Linked DNA regions of Rattus norvegicus: region 1 is linked to region 2. A link is a contact called in public Hi-C data. All regions are on one chromosome and are shown on one strand. The core of a region is the stretch at or near the end of the contact, and the rest is flanking DNA. Distances in the headings are between cores, read along the strand shown. Region 1 overlaps Cdc42bpa (CDC42 binding protein kinase alpha). Region 2 has its middle 58 kb from the start of Ahctf1.

Region 1 (5,257 bases), core at 1,053-3,552, 260 kb after region 2:
CCTGGAAAATGCGTCGTTTTGCAAAACTGGACATGTCAGCTAGACTAGAGTTGCAATCTGCCCTGGATGCAGAAATCAGAGCTAAGCAGGCCATCCAGGAAGAGCTGAATAAAGTCAAAGCATCCAACATCATAACAGAATGGTAAGGCCCGGTATCTAGTCACCACAGTAGTGACTTGTTGAAAGCTGTGGGGAGAAGTTACATGTGTATTTGCCTATCTGCGGGGGTTTATTGTTGTTTGTTTGTTTGTAAGGCTAAAAAATGCTGACCAGAAGATTGGGAATACAGTTCAGCAGTATAATGCTTGCCTGGCATGCCCAAGGTCAAAGGTCTGCCCCCACCTCCCTGACAAAAGTGAGGAAAAGGCTCAGTCATTAAAGTGCTTGCCTTATAAGCATGAAGACCTAAATTTGAGCCAGCCCAACATCTAAAAAAACATGCTGGGAGCTATAACATCTGCCTATAATCCCAGGGCTGGGAAGGGAGAGGGGAGGAGAGGGAGGGAGGGAGGGAGAAAAGGAATGAGAGAGAGAATGAGAGTTCCAGCTCACCAGCCAGGCACCAGTCCATGAAGGAGCTCCAAATTCAGTGAACAACTTTGTCTCCAAATGAAGGGGAAGAGCTGTTGAGGAAGACACTGCTGTTGCCCTCTGTCCTGCACATTTGTGCACACTCACCCAGACACACACACACACACACACACACACACACACAACCATGACCACAGAGAGTTGTGAAGATTTGAGAAGCAAAGATGTGATTCTAGGTTGTAGGGAGCGGCGCGGTAAAACAAAGATGGCGCCGACACTAGGTAACATCTCATACAGCCTTGTTTTCTTCAGGGTTATCCATAGATGGATTATTAGTTTTAAATAGTATTTCATTCTTTTCTCCTTATATATAAAGTTTAGTTTACTCAATTTTTTTCTATTGAATCTAAACTTCTCTCACATTCTGTATAGAATGAAACTTTACCACCAGAACACAATACAAATCTCTAAAAACTGGGACCTCTACCAAAGGTCTTTTACAGATGGTCATTTTATTGATGTCAGATTTTGTGGATGTTGTTTGGGGGTTTGAGATATTAAGTTTTGTAAAGGCAAAATAATTATGATTATTTTCAAGGTTCCTTTGTTTATTTAAAAATAATCAAACTTCTAGTATCCAGGGCAGTTAGCTACTAAACATAGCCCCTTGATTCTTGTCATAACAGTAAAACAAATTCTATGTTAGATATATAAATGATGAAACAAAAGTTTTTAATTAGATTAGATATAAAGATGGTTCAAAACTAAGTCACAGTTCTAGACAGATGGTTCAGCAATTGAGACTCCTCAATGGTTTTGCAGGGGACCAAAGTTTGATTTTCAGCAGTTAAATCAGGCACCTCACAACTGCCTGTAAGTCTAGTTCCATAGGATCCAAAACATTGGCACCTCCTTAGGGAATCTGTTTGAATGTGGTACCACATAAACTCATACAGACACACAGATACACACACACACACACACACACACACACACACACACACAGGAAGAAAGAGAAATAAATATTTAAATCAGTAGGTAACATTGGAACTATAGTAAGTTCACAGTAAAAATGAAACTATAAATTTAAAAATCCTTCTGGCTCAAAAATATCAACTTCCAAAAGCATGAGAAGAAACACAGGGACTACAAATTTAGTTTTGAGAAGTTTACTGCCTTTATTCTTAAGCTGTAGTCATTTTTTTCTTATTGAAGGGCAAACACACTCCTGTTGAATTATAAATTTTTTGATGTAAATGACACAGGCATAAATTAAGTTTGTTTTAATTAAATATGTTTGTGAAGCATTGAAAGAGAATTCTTTTGTGGAGAATATGAAGTAGACCTCATGTAAAGAATTACTGAATGCCATCGAGTGCCATCCTCTTGCTTGACGTTGAAGTTTACACATTTGCTCATAAAGCAGAGAGAGCTGAGTCAGATGAAAGCGATAAACAGGTGCATATGTTCCAGCTACACAGTGATGTGGAGAAAGTCTAACAGGATTGTAGAAGCAACCTTTGGTTTCATAACACGGGTAAATGTAAACTCAGCTCAGGGTCAGCACATGTCTCTGTGAAGGCGCGAAGGCGCGCGTGGCCTCCTCTCTGCTCCGCCCTCGTCCTCAATCCTGGTGCAGCAGCAGGAGCCCTGTTCTGATGCTTGTCAGTGCTAGGGTTTGAGCTGGGGCTTCCTTCACACAGGCCAGGCAAGCCCTCTGCTACTGAGCTGCATTCCAGACCTGGCAGCCATCGGTATGGAAATGGATGAGCCCGGCCTGCTTTATTAATTTGCATAATAGTAGGTGGCAGGCTGTATTTGTCTTCATGCAGTAGTTAACAGTCTCCTAGTTTAGCCTCACAGACATTTAAACCAAATAAACCCAGCTACACAAAACTAATGACTATTTTTCTTTCCCTGCCTATTTAAGTAAACTGAAAGATTCAGAGAAGAAGAACTTGGAACTGTTGTCCGAAATCGAGCAGCTGATAAAGGACACTGAAGAGCTTAGATCTGAAAAGGGTATGAGACTGTGTTTGCACCAGCACTTGCTGTACCTAATGGCCGTTGTTGCAGGAGAGCCAGCTTGCTCCACAGACAGAGAATTCTTTACATTAGCAACTGCACATGCACACACCCTTGAGAGTTCATACGAACATGCATACACACTCATGCGCACATACATGTGCATGTAGACTGGCTGAGCTATTATGTATTAATTAACATACATTATACTAGGAACTTTTAGTTACAGAAATAACCTCTTTGCCATGAATTTGACTGTTATCTCAGTGTTAAAATATACTTCATGAGTAACTTTTGAGTTGGGATAAAAGTATTTTTGTGACATATTTATAATGTTCTCACATGTCACATGAGGTAGCTGCTTCAACTGTGGTGCTGTATGTTACATTAGTGAACATAAGTTTCTTAGTGAAGAAACTTGAAAAGGGGAGGTTGTTTGGGGGACAGAGTGTTGCTAAGTAGCCCAAGGTGTCCTTGAATTCGGAGTCCTCTTGTCCACTTCCCTGAGTGCTAGGATTATACTTAATAGCACTTTCCATGTGCCTACAGTGCACAGAACCTTATGATACCAGAAAAACAGCCAGGGAAACATAGAAAATAATGATGACTAACTCAATACTAATTATTTTAGTAATGAAGAATTATTTAGGTGTTTGCTGTCTTTTTCCAGATTGATGTTTACATTGTCTGTCCTATGAGATTTCCTAGAATTTATTAGTATTTTCTTGAGAACTTTTGTTCTTTTTACATGGGCCTAGTTCAGAGCATGTCATAACTCTGTGATATAAACCTCTTATACAATTTTTCCATAATGTGGACATTACAAGAGTAATAATTTAGTAAAAATAAATTCAAAATGTGACTTACATTTTGTAAAGAGACATTTTATATAGAATTATCAAAAATCCATTTTTCTGGCAATGGCCATCATCAATTACTGGGTTAATATATAGGGTTTGTCTTTGGCTAAGAGTTTATTATTTTCCATATCTGTAACACAGAGAGGGTTGGGTCTGGTTGGATCTTTATGTCTGCTTGTACTAGGAGAACAGACTAACCACAGAGAGCACTAGAGTGCTTTATGGCACCTTTTTTGGTGATTGAATTTCTTAATGACAAAAGTGAATAAGAACTCACAATACAAGGATGAGAAATCCTGCCAAGTGATCATGTCTGATTTTAATTCATAAACAGTGGAGAAGTATATTAAGGAAGAAAAACAGTATGTAATATGAATGTAGTCCTAAAAGCAATTTAACCAGAATAACACCTGTGCCAAATAAAACCGACAGATCAAATTGACTGCATTATTTTTAGATTATATCCAAACCTAAAAGACTTCTAAGTTTCTAGCACATTGCTTTATGAAATCATGTTAAATAAAGGCTTTCTTATTCAGAATATTGCAAAATTTCATTATGTTACAACATGATGTAATGTGCTATATAATTGAGTTTCAAAATGAGGGCAAAATCCTTTTCTATACTTGGTTTACTATTTTATTCACAATATCTAGAAAAGTACCTACTATAACGTGTGTGTGTGTGTGTGTGTGTGTGTGTGTGTGTGTGTGTGTGTGTAGACACAAACATGGGGGGGGTGCATGCCTTGCATACATACAGAGCTTAGAGACAATCTTCAGGATTTAGTTCTCTCACCATGTGGGTCTTAGAGACTGACTCAGGTCTTCCGGGAGCAAGAGCCTTTAGCTGCTGAGCTATCTCAGCTGCTCATAATAGGCTCATAATAAATATGTGTTGACTAAATACTCAAACTGCCTATTTCATAATTATGATTGATATATTAGGATGATATTAATGCTGAGAAGCACATAAATCAGTGATTGGGAGACGACTAACTGTGTGAAATGCTTACTTTACAAGCACGAGACCTGATTTCAGATTCTGAGCACCCACATTCCCATCACCCAGGGATACACCTAAAATCCCATCACTGAGAGACAAGAAAAACAAACAAACAAACAAAACCCTGGAGTTCACTGACCAGCCATTCTAACCAGATGTGAGTTTTAGTTTTAGTGAGAGACCATTTTTCAAAAACAAAACAAAATGGAGAGCAAAAAAGGAAGATACCTAACAACTGATCTCAGCCCTCTACATGTACATACGTGGTCACGCTCCCAAACATAGGTACAGAGAGCCCCTGCCCTGTGCTAGAGAGAGACACAAACCAGTTGACGAGGTTTCATGATAGAAAAGTCACAGCTACACAGTGGGGGCTGGAGAGATGTCTCGCAGCTCCGTACTGGCCCATCTTCTAAATTACCAGGTTTAATCTCCAGCACCACCGAGCAGCTCACAGCGTTCTGTAACTCCAGTCCCAGGGTGCTGATGCCCCCTTCTGGCCTCCACAAGCAATGCATGCACATGGTGTACAGACGTTCATAGATACAAACTTCTTAAAAATTAATTATGATAGTCTATTTCTGCTTTATCTCCCCTAATATTTATTATAATCTTTGCATTTTGAAATTTTTTTAAAATTATATATATATGTGTATATATACATATACATATACTATATATATGTATATATATATATCATAGCCAAAAAGTTTATATACATTTTTTAAAAATTCATCTGAGAAAAAAATTAATTTTTGGTTATTTAGTCTTCAATAGGAAAAATGTAATTAACTACATTTACTTTATTAATGAAATAAGTATATTTCATAAATGCT
Region 2 (5,265 bases), core at 844-3,343:
CAGGAGCTCAACATGTCACCCACTGACTCACTGGCCTGTTGACAAAGCACAGCTCAGTTGCATCACAGGCTTCGGTGTTAGTCTACCCCTTTCGAGGACGATGTCATTACCACAGCCAGCAGCTGGCCCTCTGTGTTCTGTGCTGGGCTCCATCCGTCCTGCCTAGTCTGGTACATTCCACGACAGTGGGAAAGTTGCCAAGGCAAATGAGTTAAAAACCTTGCCTGTGTGCCCATTGTGGGCAGAGAGCAAAGGACCTCCTGGTTCTTCCAACCTTCAACAGTGTCCACTACAACGGGTAGATACTGAGCCACCCCTCTCTGTTTCTTACTTAGGAAGTAGTTATCACCATTGCGGAGTCTGACACCTTCATTGGCCAGTGATCCATGGGTGACTATGGGGCCACAGACATCCCACTGCTTGTGGGGCTGGAGATCTGGAGGCTCTGGAGGAAGGGCACCTTACTTGCTTTTGGGCACTGGGAGAGACTAGTGGAAGCCATGGCTCCTCTAGGTCCCAGAGTAGGACTAAGCAGGTTTCTCCCTAAAATTCTGTCTATCTCTGAATCGCAGACATGCTCCCTCCCCACATCTGCTGAGAAATGACATTCCTGGGAAATTGTTGCTTCCTCAAGACGCTGGGAAATCTGCTGAGCTTCCTCTCAAGCGTACCCAGGGTAGCCACTGCAGGGACCTTCCCAAGTGAAAAGGCCATCACTCCTATGCATTCTTCATGGTGGCTTTACTGGGGAGCCTTGCTTTCCAGACATGGCCCGCGAAGAGACCTCGTGTGGGAGTAGCTAACAAATTTATTGCAGGCACAACAGCATTTGGTAAAATACCAATCAATGCTGGCTTTGGGCAGGGAAGATGGGAGAGATCTGTAAGTGTGGCCTTTACTTCTTTTCATGGTATGAGTCTCTGGGACCTGCATTTGGGGGAATTTCCCAGAAAGCTGTGTGCAGCCTCAGGAGGGAGCTGTTGGAGGAAGAGGAAATGGGACTGCGTTTGTGAAAGCACTGGGCTTCCAAGAGAGCAGGGGCCAAATGAATGGAGTCCTCCTGGCATAGAGGAGTTGAGGGATATTCTCCACCCTCCAGCTGGAGTCTGGGAAGCAAGCCAGGGAGATAACATGTATCTCCCAGCTCTGTCCTTTCCTCAGGCTGGCAGGGGAAACGCTGAGAACTAACCTGAGGATAAATATTGCAACAATTAGGGATACTTGGACCAAGACACCTAGTTTCTGAAATGAGAGTATGCTTTGAGATTGGAAATGTCCGCACAGGCTAGAGGTCAGTGGTAAAGCCTTGCTTAGTAAGGCTCCGGACTCCATCTTTAGAGCCACTATAAAAACACATATATATGTATAAATTAAATGTCCATGCAATGATCTGATACCTCACAGTGAAGAAGGACATTCTGAAGTCCTTGGAGGTTTTCTTTTGTATGTGCATGAGTGTTTTGTCTGCATGTGTGTGTGTGCACCACATGCCTGGGGAGGACAGAAGAGGGAATCAGACCTGTGGAACTGGAGATCTGCCACATGGGTGCTGGTCCTCTGCAAGAGCAAGTGCCCTGAAGTGCTGAGCCATCTCTCCAGGCCCTGGAGTTCTCAGAGTTAAACCATCACCATCATCATCATCAACAACAGCACCACCACCGTCGTGTTTGAGATCAGAGGGCAGTTTTCGGAAGTTGGTTCTTATCTTCTATCATAGGATCAGGTCATCGGGCAATCACCTTTATAAAAGAGCTATTTTGTCTCGAGTTTCCAATCAAACGACAGCAAAGAACTTTCCTCATAGCTAGTTCTCAAAGGAGCAGTGGGTGACAAGATATACTTGTTTGGGCCACATTCAATGAGTAAGGCTGGATCCAAAGGTGGATTTGGTGGGAGGAAGTAGTTGATGACCCTTCTAGCACCAGCCCCATCTCTACAGTTCCTTGCCTTGGGCCCAGAGGGAGCAGAGGCACAGGGAAAGCGGCGCCAGCACCGTGGATACCATCTTTGAATAAGACACACATTTACAGACAGTGTCTGCTTGTGGCATAGTTTCCCACTCTCTTCTGTAGCCCGTACAGAAATCTCCCAGGCCCTCCTGTGACTCAGAAAGGCTGGAATTTCCTCCCAAGTCTTGAGAACCCTATTCTAACATCTACCACACTAACCAAACTTCACCCTGAGGTATTTTGAAAAGAGCGGTGAAGAGTCAGGAGAATTAACAGGAGATAGACCCTAAAGGCAGATAACGGCTCCAGTCTGGAGAGTTGGTCCCTTCTGTCAGTGTCTCTCCTTTTAGGGATCTGGATGAAAGATGTTGATGAAAACAGAATTGAGGTCCAGTGTTCTTATATGGTTCAACTGTTAGACTTTTCAGGCATTGTGATGTTTGCAGCAGGGTGTGTGTCTCTCTGTGTGTGTCTGTCTGTCTGCTTTGTTTTTCCATGCCCAGACCAGGCCACCGGTCAGCACCGCAGGCTACAGCTGGTGTTGATGGAGCAGAAGCGCTGAGTCACTGGCTGCTCAGTGCTCTCAGTGACCCTCTTACATCATGCTATTGTCCTTTCTGTTAGGCCTTTGGGGACTCTGTTTTTGTTTTGTTTTGTGTTTGCCTGGGGCCTGGCCCTGCTAGGAAATCAGAGTGTAAAAAAACCAGAGGCTGCCAGACTCCTGAGCCAGTTGCTATAACGGAACTGTAGGTCATTATGGGTTCTTTGAGAACACCTTGTACTCCAGATTCGAGGTGGGAGGTGATACCCCAGCATAGGAACGTGCCCCAGGGTGGGCACAGGCTCACATTTTTCTGCAACTCTCCCTGTTGTGCTGGCTTCTACTTGAGCTTCCCAATCCAATGTTCTGCATACTCCTTTGACCACAAGTGCTACAGGTGTAGTTAATTGTGTGACAAACTCTTGGAGAAATAATGCCTAGAGAGGGCCTAGAGAGGGCTATAGAAAGGGCCATAGAAAGGACTATAGAGAGGGCTATAAAGAGGGTCATAGAGAAGGCCATTGAGAAGGCCACAGAGAGGGTTATAGGGTCAGAGAGAGGGTTATAGAGAGAGCCATAGAGAGGGCCTAGAGAGGGAGCCAGAGAGAGGACCAGAGAGAGGGCCATAGAGAGGGCTACAGAGAGGGCCAGAGAGAGGGCCATAGAGAGGGCTACAGAGAGGGCTATAAAGAGAGCCTAGAGAGGGCCATAGAGAGGGCTATAGAGAGGGCCATAGAAACACCCATATAGAGGACTATAGAGAGGGCTATAAAGAGGGCCTAGAGAAGGCCATATGGATTTGTTTAAATGACCATGTGGATCTAACCAGATTGTCATTTCATTAACCTTTTTTGTATTTATTATGTTAAAAAAAAAGTAGTGCGGGGGTGTGGTTGACAGGAAAGCATAAAGATGAAGTAAAATCAGACACGTACACACACCTATGCAGCCACCACTCCCCACCCCCACCCCCACCCCCACCCCTCAACTCATAATCCCTGGCTTCAACTCTCAGCTGGTCCCAACAATTATCACAACTAACATTGTTTTTCACTTTAATAAAAAAGAGTGCCACTATCCATTTTCTTTTTCTTTAATTTATACTTTTTATATGTTCAAGAATTTCCTATATGAATACTGTTCCTAGTTACACTTCCAAGTTTTCTTGTGCCCCCTTCAAATTCATGACCTTTTTGTTTGTAATTATTATTCTGACACAATACATATCATATCAAGGAAAATGTAAGACCTCCTGAGCCCATTTAAACATTGCTCTGTGCTTGTGTTTAGTGCTGATCAATTGGGATTGGATAATCTACCAATGGGCGTGTCTGGAGAGCCTCGCTCTCTTGGTAGCCATCCGTTGCCGGTAAGTCTTCGTCTAGGGGTGGGCTTGTGAAGTTTGCCCTAGCCGAGTTGGCATGTTGACTGATGTCATTATAAAAGTCTTGGTTTTCATTTTTTTGAGCCAGAGTCTCATACAGCTCAGGCTGGCCTTGAACTGGATGTAGCTCAAAGAATGACTCTGAGCTCCTCAACCTCTTCCCCTTGCTGCTCAGGTGCTGGGATTATCAAGTGTACACCACTATGTCCGGCTACTGTTTAAACACGAGGTGTTCTAACCACTATGTCTGGCTACTGTTTCAACATGAGGTGTTGTCCAGCTACTGTTTCAATGCGAGGTGTTCTATTTCTTCATGTACACCAATTCATACACATATGCATTTATATAATTGGGCCCATATGATGCATTTTATTAAATGAAAATGTGCTTACATTATTAAACTGTGTTTTAGAAGTACTGTAAATTAGTATGGTATGCACAGAAATATGGACATAATTATGTTTTTGTTCGTTTCTGTTATTATCTCCTGTGTGTGTGTGTGTGTGTGTGTGTGTGTGTGTGTGTGTGTGTGTGTGTATGTGACTGAATTGAATCTAGAGCCTTGTGCATGTGAGGGAAGTCCTCTACCATTGAGCTTCATCCCCAGCCCTGCCACTATCTCTTGTTATTTTCTTCTCTCCTGTCTTATTCAGGGTTTCTATTGTCAAAGCACTGTGACCAAGAATCAACCCAAGAAGAAAGGGTTTATTGGGCTTACATTTCCATACCATAGGCCATCACTGAAGGACGCCAGGACAGGAACTCAGGCAGTGAAGGACCCTAGATTCAGGAGCTAATGCTTCTCTCGACCATGGAGGACATGCTGCTTTATTGACTTGCTTCCCATGACTTGCCCAGCCTACCTTCTTTATAGAACCTAGAGCCACCATCCCAGGGATGCCACCACCCACAGTGGGCTGGGCCCTCCTGTGTCAATCACTGATTAGGAAAATGCTCTACGGGCTTGTCTAGAGGTCGATCTTAGGAAGGCTTTTTCTCAATCGAGGTCTCCTCCCCTCAGATACTTTGTGATACTTTGTGTCAAGTTGACATAAATCTAGCCAGTGTACCTTCCTCTCACCTCTGCAATGTACCAGACACCTACCTCCCCTTCAGATAACCATCCCACATCAGCTTTTGGTCCTTTGGTACCATGGCAACTCTTAAGCTTTTTCTGTCTTGACCAGTAGTTTCCAAACTTAAGTAAAGCTTACCAAGAGACCGCTGGGCCTCTTCCTGGTAGAGCTAGGTTGGCAAGGCAAGAACCCAAGAAACATCACCATGTTGGTCATCGTGGAGAACCCTGGTACAGAGGAAAGAGTGAGCAGTCTGATCTCCGGAAACCCTCCTCCAGCATCTCTTCCTTCCCGTCAACTCTTGTATTTATCTTG

The links. Hi-C and Micro-C count contacts between places; a contact is called where the count stands out from the background.
Region 1: a Hi-C map of the A7r5 cell line shows a contact between it and region 2, with 6 times the contacts expected there. The contact joins two enhancer-like sites. A contact is called at or near these places in 9 of 12 Hi-C or Micro-C datasets (the A7r5 cell line, Schwann cells, frontal cortex and 5 more).

The regions. Positions count from the first base shown.
Region 1 is chr13:94,382,444-94,387,700 of GRCr8, forward strand. Cdc42bpa (CDC42 binding protein kinase alpha) reads left to right here. Exons shown (of 37, transcript NM_053657.2): 19 at 1-142; 20 at 2,462-2,553. Among named protein-coding and RNA genes, the nearest start is that of Coq8a, 78 kb to the right of the region's middle. Within about 2 kb of position 2,303, at least 4 of the 93 cell types and tissues checked have an H3K27ac peak or open chromatin away from gene starts, as enhancers often do.
Region 2 is chr13:94,123,523-94,128,787 of GRCr8, forward strand. No RefSeq gene overlaps it. Among named protein-coding and RNA genes, the nearest start is that of Ahctf1, 58 kb to the left of the region's middle. Within about 2 kb of position 2,094, at least 41 of the 93 cell types and tissues checked have an H3K27ac peak or open chromatin away from gene starts, as enhancers often do.